2 separate regions of the Sus scrofa genome follow, and region 1 is linked to region 2. The links are chromatin contacts, called in public HiChIP or PLAC-seq maps. All regions are on one chromosome and are shown on one strand. Each heading gives the region's core, a stretch centred on a gene start, on an enhancer-like site or on the middle of the called end of the contact. The rest is flanking DNA. Distances are from core to core; before and after follow the strand shown. Region 1 overlaps LOC110255481 (a long non-coding RNA gene). Region 2 has its middle 100 kb from the start of AGR2.

Evidence for each region. HiChIP or PLAC-seq counts read pairs in DNA pulled down with a chosen protein or histone mark.
Region 1: an H3K27ac HiChIP or PLAC-seq map of alveolar macrophages shows a contact between it and region 2, with 4 times the contacts expected there. The contact joins two enhancer-like sites. A contact is called at or near these places in 1 of 47 Hi-C or Micro-C datasets (embryonic fibroblasts) and 2 of 2 datasets of contacts at active chromatin or transcription factors (alveolar macrophages and skeletal muscle).

What each region holds. Positions count from the first base shown.
Region 1 is chr9:86,655,299-86,659,274 of Sscrofa11.1, reverse strand. The region is part of intron 4 of LOC110255481 (a long non-coding RNA gene); the gene reads left to right. Among named protein-coding and RNA genes, the nearest start is that of AHR, 150 kb to the right of the region's middle. Within about 2 kb of position 1,389, at least 13 of the 83 cell types and tissues checked have an H3K27ac peak or open chromatin away from gene starts, as enhancers often do. A contact at or near this core is called in alveolar macrophages, where this site is marked.
Region 2 is chr9:86,156,794-86,160,529 of Sscrofa11.1, reverse strand. No RefSeq gene overlaps it. Among named protein-coding and RNA genes, the nearest start is that of AGR2, 100 kb to the right of the region's middle. Within about 2 kb of position 1,294, at least 4 of the 83 cell types and tissues checked have an H3K27ac peak or open chromatin away from gene starts, as enhancers often do. A contact at or near this core is called in alveolar macrophages, where this site is marked.

The sequences.
Region 1 (3,976 bases), core at 140-2,639, 500 kb before region 2:
TTAGTTGAATATATATGCACGGATTTATTTCTGGGTTCTCTATTCTTGTTCTGTGTGTCTAATTTTGTACCAATACTATACTATTTTAATTGCTGTAGCTTTGAAGTATAGTTTGACATCCGGAAGTATGATACCCTCTTTGTTCTTCTTTCTCAAGATTGCTTTGGTGATTCAACATCTTTTGTGTTTTCAAATAAACTCTAGGATTATTTTTTAATGTCTATAAAAATGTCATTGGAATTTTCACAGGGATTGCATAGAATCTAGAGACGGTTTTGGGTTGTATGGATATTTAACAGTATTACTTCTTCATAGCACACTTTTCATAAATAATGTTGAATATATTTTTGATAAAATTATTTGTGAAATTTTATCAAAAATATATTCAGCTTGCTTTTATTTATCAATAGCATTTAATTTTTCTAGATGCCTAGAGTATTAGAATTACAATTAAGTCTAACAATCACTTCTATTATCTCCCAAAAGGGATAGATTTTAGTCTTGTCAGAGGCCTATTTATTTTCAAAGGCTTTCAGGCAAAGTATTGCATAACTTTAGCGGGTGCTGTTGATATCCCACTCTTATTCCCTCAATGCCCTTCTAGTAAGACAGTTTCTTAATGTAAATGCATGCAACTCTCTGCCTAAGAGCTTTCTCTGGCAGGAGCAGCAAGCTTGGTCCATATGTGTATAGGGAAAGCTGGAAGATCTGGGTAGTGAACCACCCTGTAAGCATCCCTTAATCAACCAGTCAGGAGTTGGTAGATAAATACTCCAGCCTCTTTATATCTTAGGTGGGACAACTTTGAAGTGTGTTCTCTGTAGGAGGATTGAGCTCCATTTTTATTGAGTACTTATCTGTTCATTAATATGTCCTCTGCTGGTTTCCTTCCTTCCCCACTCTCCTACCACGGCTTCACTCCGCAAATAAACCATTTGGACTGAAATCATTGTCTCAGGGTCTGCTTTTAGGGGGAATCCAACCTAAAAACTTCCTCAATTAGGTTTTCTAAAAATATATCCAGCCAGCTCCAAATCACACTTTAGAATGCTCCCTCACCAGTGATGTTTACAAGGGAAAGCAGGCCTGGATGCCATTTCAGAAAACTTCTTTATAGTTATACAAGCCAGAACACTATAACAGAATCACATTTTTCAGTAATATCCATTGGCTGTATAATAAAGTAGACAAAATACTCTAAAGAAAGGCTTTTCAAATTAAACAAAATAAATAAGAATTTCTATCTTGTTGTGTAATAGAAGGAATAGTTTTTATGTCTTTTGAAAGTTAGTAGCAATGCCTTTCCACTTCTGGGTTCTGATGAATCATCACTTGCTTAACAGACACAGATGAGGAAATACTGGGAGAGAAGAAGGAGATGGGGTGGTGGGGCATTTCCTGTATTTGCTAGTTTGTGATAGTATTTAGTCTAATAGTCACTGGACTTAATTTTCCCCAAGTTGGGAGTTGGTCATAGAGAGCTTAAGAAGATTTGTTTGTTAAATTGATTTCTCTGCTACCCTCCTAACTTAGATCAAAGAATTAATTCTTACATTAATGGAACTGAGGTAAAAGATGGAAATGAGCTTACATTTTAGAATTTATATAATATTAATTTTTAATAGCCACAATTATTACTCTTATATTGATCACTAATTTGTTGCTTACTTCCTAAATATAGTCATTTGTCTTAGGTCAAATTCCCCAGCACACAGACTCTGAGACAGAGAGTTGCATGAAAGGGGCTTTTTGGAATGTGCTCTGGGGGTCAGAGTGCCAGGTAGAGCAGAGAGCCAGAGAAACTGGGGTGACGTTCAGGGGCAACGAAGGCCTCAGGCAATCTCATGGGGAGTTCTGGAGCTGATTGCCCTTCAGACTATCTTGAATTGAGGCTCCAAAGAGGGCCAAGTCTTCCACTCTGTGCCAGTCAGCTGCTGGATGCAGATGCACCCTGTGAGAGAGCATTTTAGTTTTAGTGGCTCCCTCCAACTCAGGGAAATGCCCAGAGAGGACTTAGCTCTGAGCCAAACTGTAGTTGAGGGGGAAATACAAGCCTCTGGCATTAGCAGGGGTACTGAACAACATTAGCCACTCAAGCCAACAGCCAAGTGCATGTTTGCCAGAGTATGAGAACTGTTGTGAAAGAAAACAGTATTTTGTTTACTCAGACACTCTGAGTAATAGTAAATCACGTAGTTTGATTTTCAAATTTCAAATCATTAGAATGCAACAAATACACTTAAAGCCAACTATGTGAATTATCATTTAGTTTTTCTAGCTGACACAGATGGAGGAACAATGATCTAAATCTTGAAGAACTTTAAGAACAACATTTCTTAGAAAGAAGCTTAGAGATGTGTGCATTAATATCTTTCTGACTGATAGATAATAGATGACTCCTTCATCTTAAGCAATGCTTAAACATTTTATTCATAATATCACTGGCCTCTGTGTCCATTTTTGTTTCTGGTTGCTACTGTTTCTCTGGCTAATCCAAGACTGATGTTGGTGCCTCTGGGATGCAGGCATTTACATGGTGGCTGCTGAATCAGTTCTTGGGTAGGAAGGTAGGTCTACAAGGGAAACCTGCCGACTGAGTAATTTCCTGAGCTGGACTATCCATCTGCATTCTTTGCAGCCCAGTGCTCTCCCACCTTCTGTGGTACATCCTACAGGATCTTGCTGCTGGCTCCCCTTACTCCCAGAGCAGTCTTTGGTAGCATATCAGCTGAAGACCTCCCACCTAAGCATTTTCAATGATGTCCTCAGTAAACTTGTGCATTCTTGTACAACAGATGAAGGAACACAGGAACACACCACTTCTGCCCTCCCCACTCAGCTGTCTCTCTTCTGTTACATTCTAGTAGACACAGGTCACCAAGTCTGTGGCAAGGACAATTCTGGGACAAAGGGAAAATCCTACTCAGTATATATATTTCTATGTCTACATGTGAATTATTATTTATTAATTAATCCCTAGCACTTAAAACAGTATCTAAGACAGAGGAAGAATTGAATAAATATTGGTTGCAAGACCGAAGTTTTAGCTCCTCAATAGCTATTTACAAAAAAAAAAAAATGCGTTAACTCTATAAGAAGATTTTTCTCAAGTCACAGCTAAATTGCTCCCATTCCATCTCTTTCTGTTTTCATTGGGCAACAACATCTGTTCCCCAACCCCTTTATAAGGTGTATTAGACACACCAAGACTGCAATTAAGCCACGCACAGCCTTCTCCTTCTTTTGGCCAACCAACATCATTTCCGTGATCCCTTCCTTATAAGCCCGGGTTTCCAACCCTTTAATCATCTCTGCTCTCTTCTGGATCCAAATGTCCCACTTACTTTGAAACTATGGAGACTCAAATGGAAATCTATTGTAACGATGCTGTAAAAGTTTGGCAAATTTCAGGGGAAACCAACATCTGTTTGGTCCTTTTTCATTATCTTCTTGCTGCCTTTTCATTAAGGAATTCCCAGGAAAAGTTTTAAAATATATTTTTAAAATTAATTCAACAATTTCTTTTCTAGTATCTTTCTATTTGTATGCATATGATTTCTATGCAAAAATGGATTCATTTAAAAGGATTTCTAAGTTCCCAATATAAGCGTTTACAAATGTTTAAAAATATCTTGCACATATTTTTAGAATGGAATTGCAAAATACTGATCTTTTTAACACTTTAAAAATCTCTCACTTTTGCCTTTTAACTCAGCAGTGACATTGTTTTTGAATAAATTGTTTTTCAGATGGAAAATATTTTTGTTATTTTTATTTGAAACTTTCCCATGTTCGTGAGATAGACCCATTGAATAAGAATAAAAATAATAATGGGTATTACATAGCACTTACTCTGTGGCAGGCAAATGTTTTGAATATTTTAACATATTTAATCTTTACAAATACCCAATGAGCCAGCTACTGTTGTTATCCTCATTTTTCAGATGAAGCAATCGAGGGTCAGAGAGGTTAGGGA
Region 2 (3,736 bases), core at 45-2,544:
GTCCGTTTGTGATGCAGAATTTTTTCGCTTCTAATATTCACATGAAGATTAGACTATCACATGAAGATTAGACTCCTACTGATGTTTGATATTTCTCAATAATAAATACTCTTCCAGTGCCTTCTTATTTGGATCTCACTGAATGAATGAATGAATGAATAAATAAATAGCAAGAAAAATGCTGTGGGAGTACAATTCTTTTTCCCATAATTGAAAAGTCGAAGATAGTTAATTCACCTCAGGCAAGGGAAGCCTGCAACAGAAGCCTGATTGTTCCTCCAGACAGAATAAACGGGGTAATATAATTTCTCCTTCAGCAGAAAACAGGCCCAGAATGAATATTTCAGTAAATTATCCAGAGGGAGTGATGGAGGAAAGGGAGGGAGGGAGAGAGGGAGAAATGGAGGGAGGGAGGAAGGAAAGAAGGGAAGAAAGAGAAGGAGGAAGGAAGAAAAGAAGAAAGAGGGAGGGAGGGAGGAACAGAGATTGTATTCTTTAATAATCTGCTGCAAGCAACATAGCCTTTCTTTGTTAAAGAGAAATACTTGTTAAAAATGGTAAGAAAGACTTTTATGCACAATTATTGCAATAGGCGCCAAGACTTGAAAGAGAAGACAAATTAATTCAGCTTCACTGAAACAAAAAGCAGGAAAGTTTTTAAGCTCTGAGCTGAGCTAGAGAAGGGAGGGTGGGCACTGGGATTAGCCATGTATTTGCTAGTTGGTGCTTCTTGAAGTCAGACCCCTACCGTCACACAGAGACTAAGGAGAGGGCCCAATGTTTTCTAATGATCAAATTTCAAAGAGATGGCTCCCAGGTCCTTGAGGAAGACATTCCTGGATTGTAGAAAATTTACTTCTCAACCAGAAAGAGGAAGAATTTACAGTGGTGAGTTTTCTAATGTAAATACTCTAAGAAAAGGGAAGTCAGGTCCTACAGTCTGGATGAAATCTGTCCAAGTTTAGTTGGGCTGAGAGGAACAGGAAGGCTCTTGTGGTCATCTTTGTCTTTCTAAATCAAGTAAATTAGTCCCAAGATTCATCTACCTGGTTCTGAAGAAATATAAGTCATATGTGGTTGGGGAGAGGACCTCCTGCTCCTCAGTGTTTTGGAAGAATCTCAAATGCTTAACACAATTTAGGACACTGGGGGACAGGCCTCTCTCTAACTTCAATCCATACTAGACACTGGGACATACTCACTGCCCAGGGTCTTGTGGTCACTCCTGGAAGATTTATAGACCTACAACTTCCTTGCTATCTGTCACCTAAGAATTCTCCACTGCCCTCCCAAGACCACAGCTCTTGAAAACCTCCTGACTTCATTGGCAACCTCACTATCCTTAAGGATCTGCCCTATGACTCATAACCTCCCACAGAAAAAGAAGAAAAAGAAAAAAAATTCTAAGTATCATCAAAAACTACATGGAACATTTTTTTTCTCTAAAGAGTGGCCTGCTGCCTTTCTCAACCTAGGTTTTTTCAAACGTAAAAACATAAATGGAGATTATTTTCTGAGTATTTGGCACCTTTTGCTTTTGGGTCAACACAAAAGTCCTAAATAATTTGGAGCACAAAATTCAGCTACTTTCATGAGATGCAAAAGTAATAGTTCTTTTTATTTCTTACAGATTCCTGTGGCAGAGAATAAAATAGAAAATAACAATAGAAAATCTTGCCATATATGTAAGTTTATTTAGAAATAAATAAAATTTGAGAATTAAGACACCAAAAAAGGTAACAATATGGCTTTTTTGCACCTAGATAGTAAAATAATGATTGCTTTTTTTTTCTGTCTTTTTGCCATTTCGTGGGCCGTTTCTGAGGCATATGGAGGTTCCCAGGCTAGGGGTCCAATCGGAGCTGTAGCCACTGGCCTATGCCAGAGCCAGAGAATGCAGGATCCGAGCCGTGTCTGCAACCTACACCACAGCTCACGGCAAAGCCAGATCGTTAACCCACTGAGCAAGGCCAGGGATCGAACCCGCAACCTCATGGTTCCTAGTCGGATTCGTTAACCACTGAGCCGTGATGGGAACTCCTGATTACTATTTTAAATGTAAAATTTTATGTAAAGGATAGCCTTTTCAATAAGTGGTGCTGAGAAAACTGTACAGCTACATGTAAAAGAATGAAATTAGAACACTCTCTAACACCGTACACAAAAATAAACTGACAATGGATTAAAGACCTAAATCTAAAGCTGGATACTATAAACCTCCTAGAGGAAAGCATAGGCAGAATACTCTTTGATATAAATTGCAGCAATATCTTTTTTGATCCACCTTCTGTAGTAACAAAAATAAAGCAAAAATAAACAAATGGAATCTAATTAAACTTAAAAGCTTTTGCCCAGCAAAGGAAACCACAAAAAAAGGAAAAAAGAAACCTCACAGAATGGGACAAAAATCTTTGCAAACAAAGTGACTGAAAAGTGATTGATCTACAAAATATACAAACATTTCTTGCAGCTTTATATCAAAAATTTAAAAGTCCAATGGAAAAATAGAAGATCTAAACAGACAGTTCTCAAAGACATATGGATGGCCAAAAAACATTTGAAGAGATGCTCAACACCATTAATTATTAAGAGAAGTGCAAACCAAAACTACAATGAGGTATCACCTCACACCAGTAAGAATGGCCATCATCAAAACATCTACAAACAATAAATGCTAGAGAGAATGCAGACAAAAGAGAACTCTCCTACACTGTTGGTGGGAATGTAAATTTGTGCAACCACTATGGAAAACAGTATGGAGTTTCCAATTTTTGTTTGTTTGTTTTAAGGGCTGCACCTGCAGTATATGTAAGTTCTCGGGCTAGGGGTTGAATTGGAGCTATAGGTACCAGGCTACCCCACAGCCACAGAAATGCCAGATCCAAGCTGTATCTGCAACTGATGTTGCAACTTGCAGCAATGCCAGATCCTTTAACCCACTGAGCAAGACCATGGAAACTCCCATGGAGTTTCCTTTAAAAACTAAATATAGAAATAACATATGACCTACCAATTCCATTCCTGGACATATATCCAGAGAAAACCATAATTTTAAAATATACATGGACCCAGTGTTCATTGCAGCACTATTTATAACGTGGAAGCAACCTAAATGTCCACTGATAGAGGAATGGATAAAGAAGATGTGGTACATATATACAGTGGAATATTACTCAGCAATTAAAAAGAAGGAAACAATGCCATTTGCAGCAATATGGATGTGGACATAGATATTATCATACTAAGTGAAGTCAGAGAAGGACAAAAATCATATGATATCATTTATATGTGAAATGCAATAAAATGATACAGAGAACTTTGCTGTACACCTGAAACTAATACAACACTGGAAATCAACTATATTCCAATAAAATTTTTTAAAATTTTTGTTGTTATCTTTTAAACTTTTTTCTATATTTTCTATAATAGCCAACAAAATATCACTGATTTTTTTTGAAAAAAGAAATAACAAAAGTTAAAGAAATTATTAAAGAAGGTGGAAAAATCTTCATACCCACTATTTTTAGCACTCTAAGGAAATGTAATTTTTAAGGTGAAAACTTGAAGTGATGAGCCTAAAAGATTTAAGCATAGTAATACAAATATTTTTCCCTAATAGTATTATCTCCAATTGCCTTCAGGGAAGTCAATGGTATAAAATTATATGTATTAATAGAAACTTAAGCATACGCTGGGACATTCTAGGACTAAAAAGTCTATACTAGTAATCTTGTGT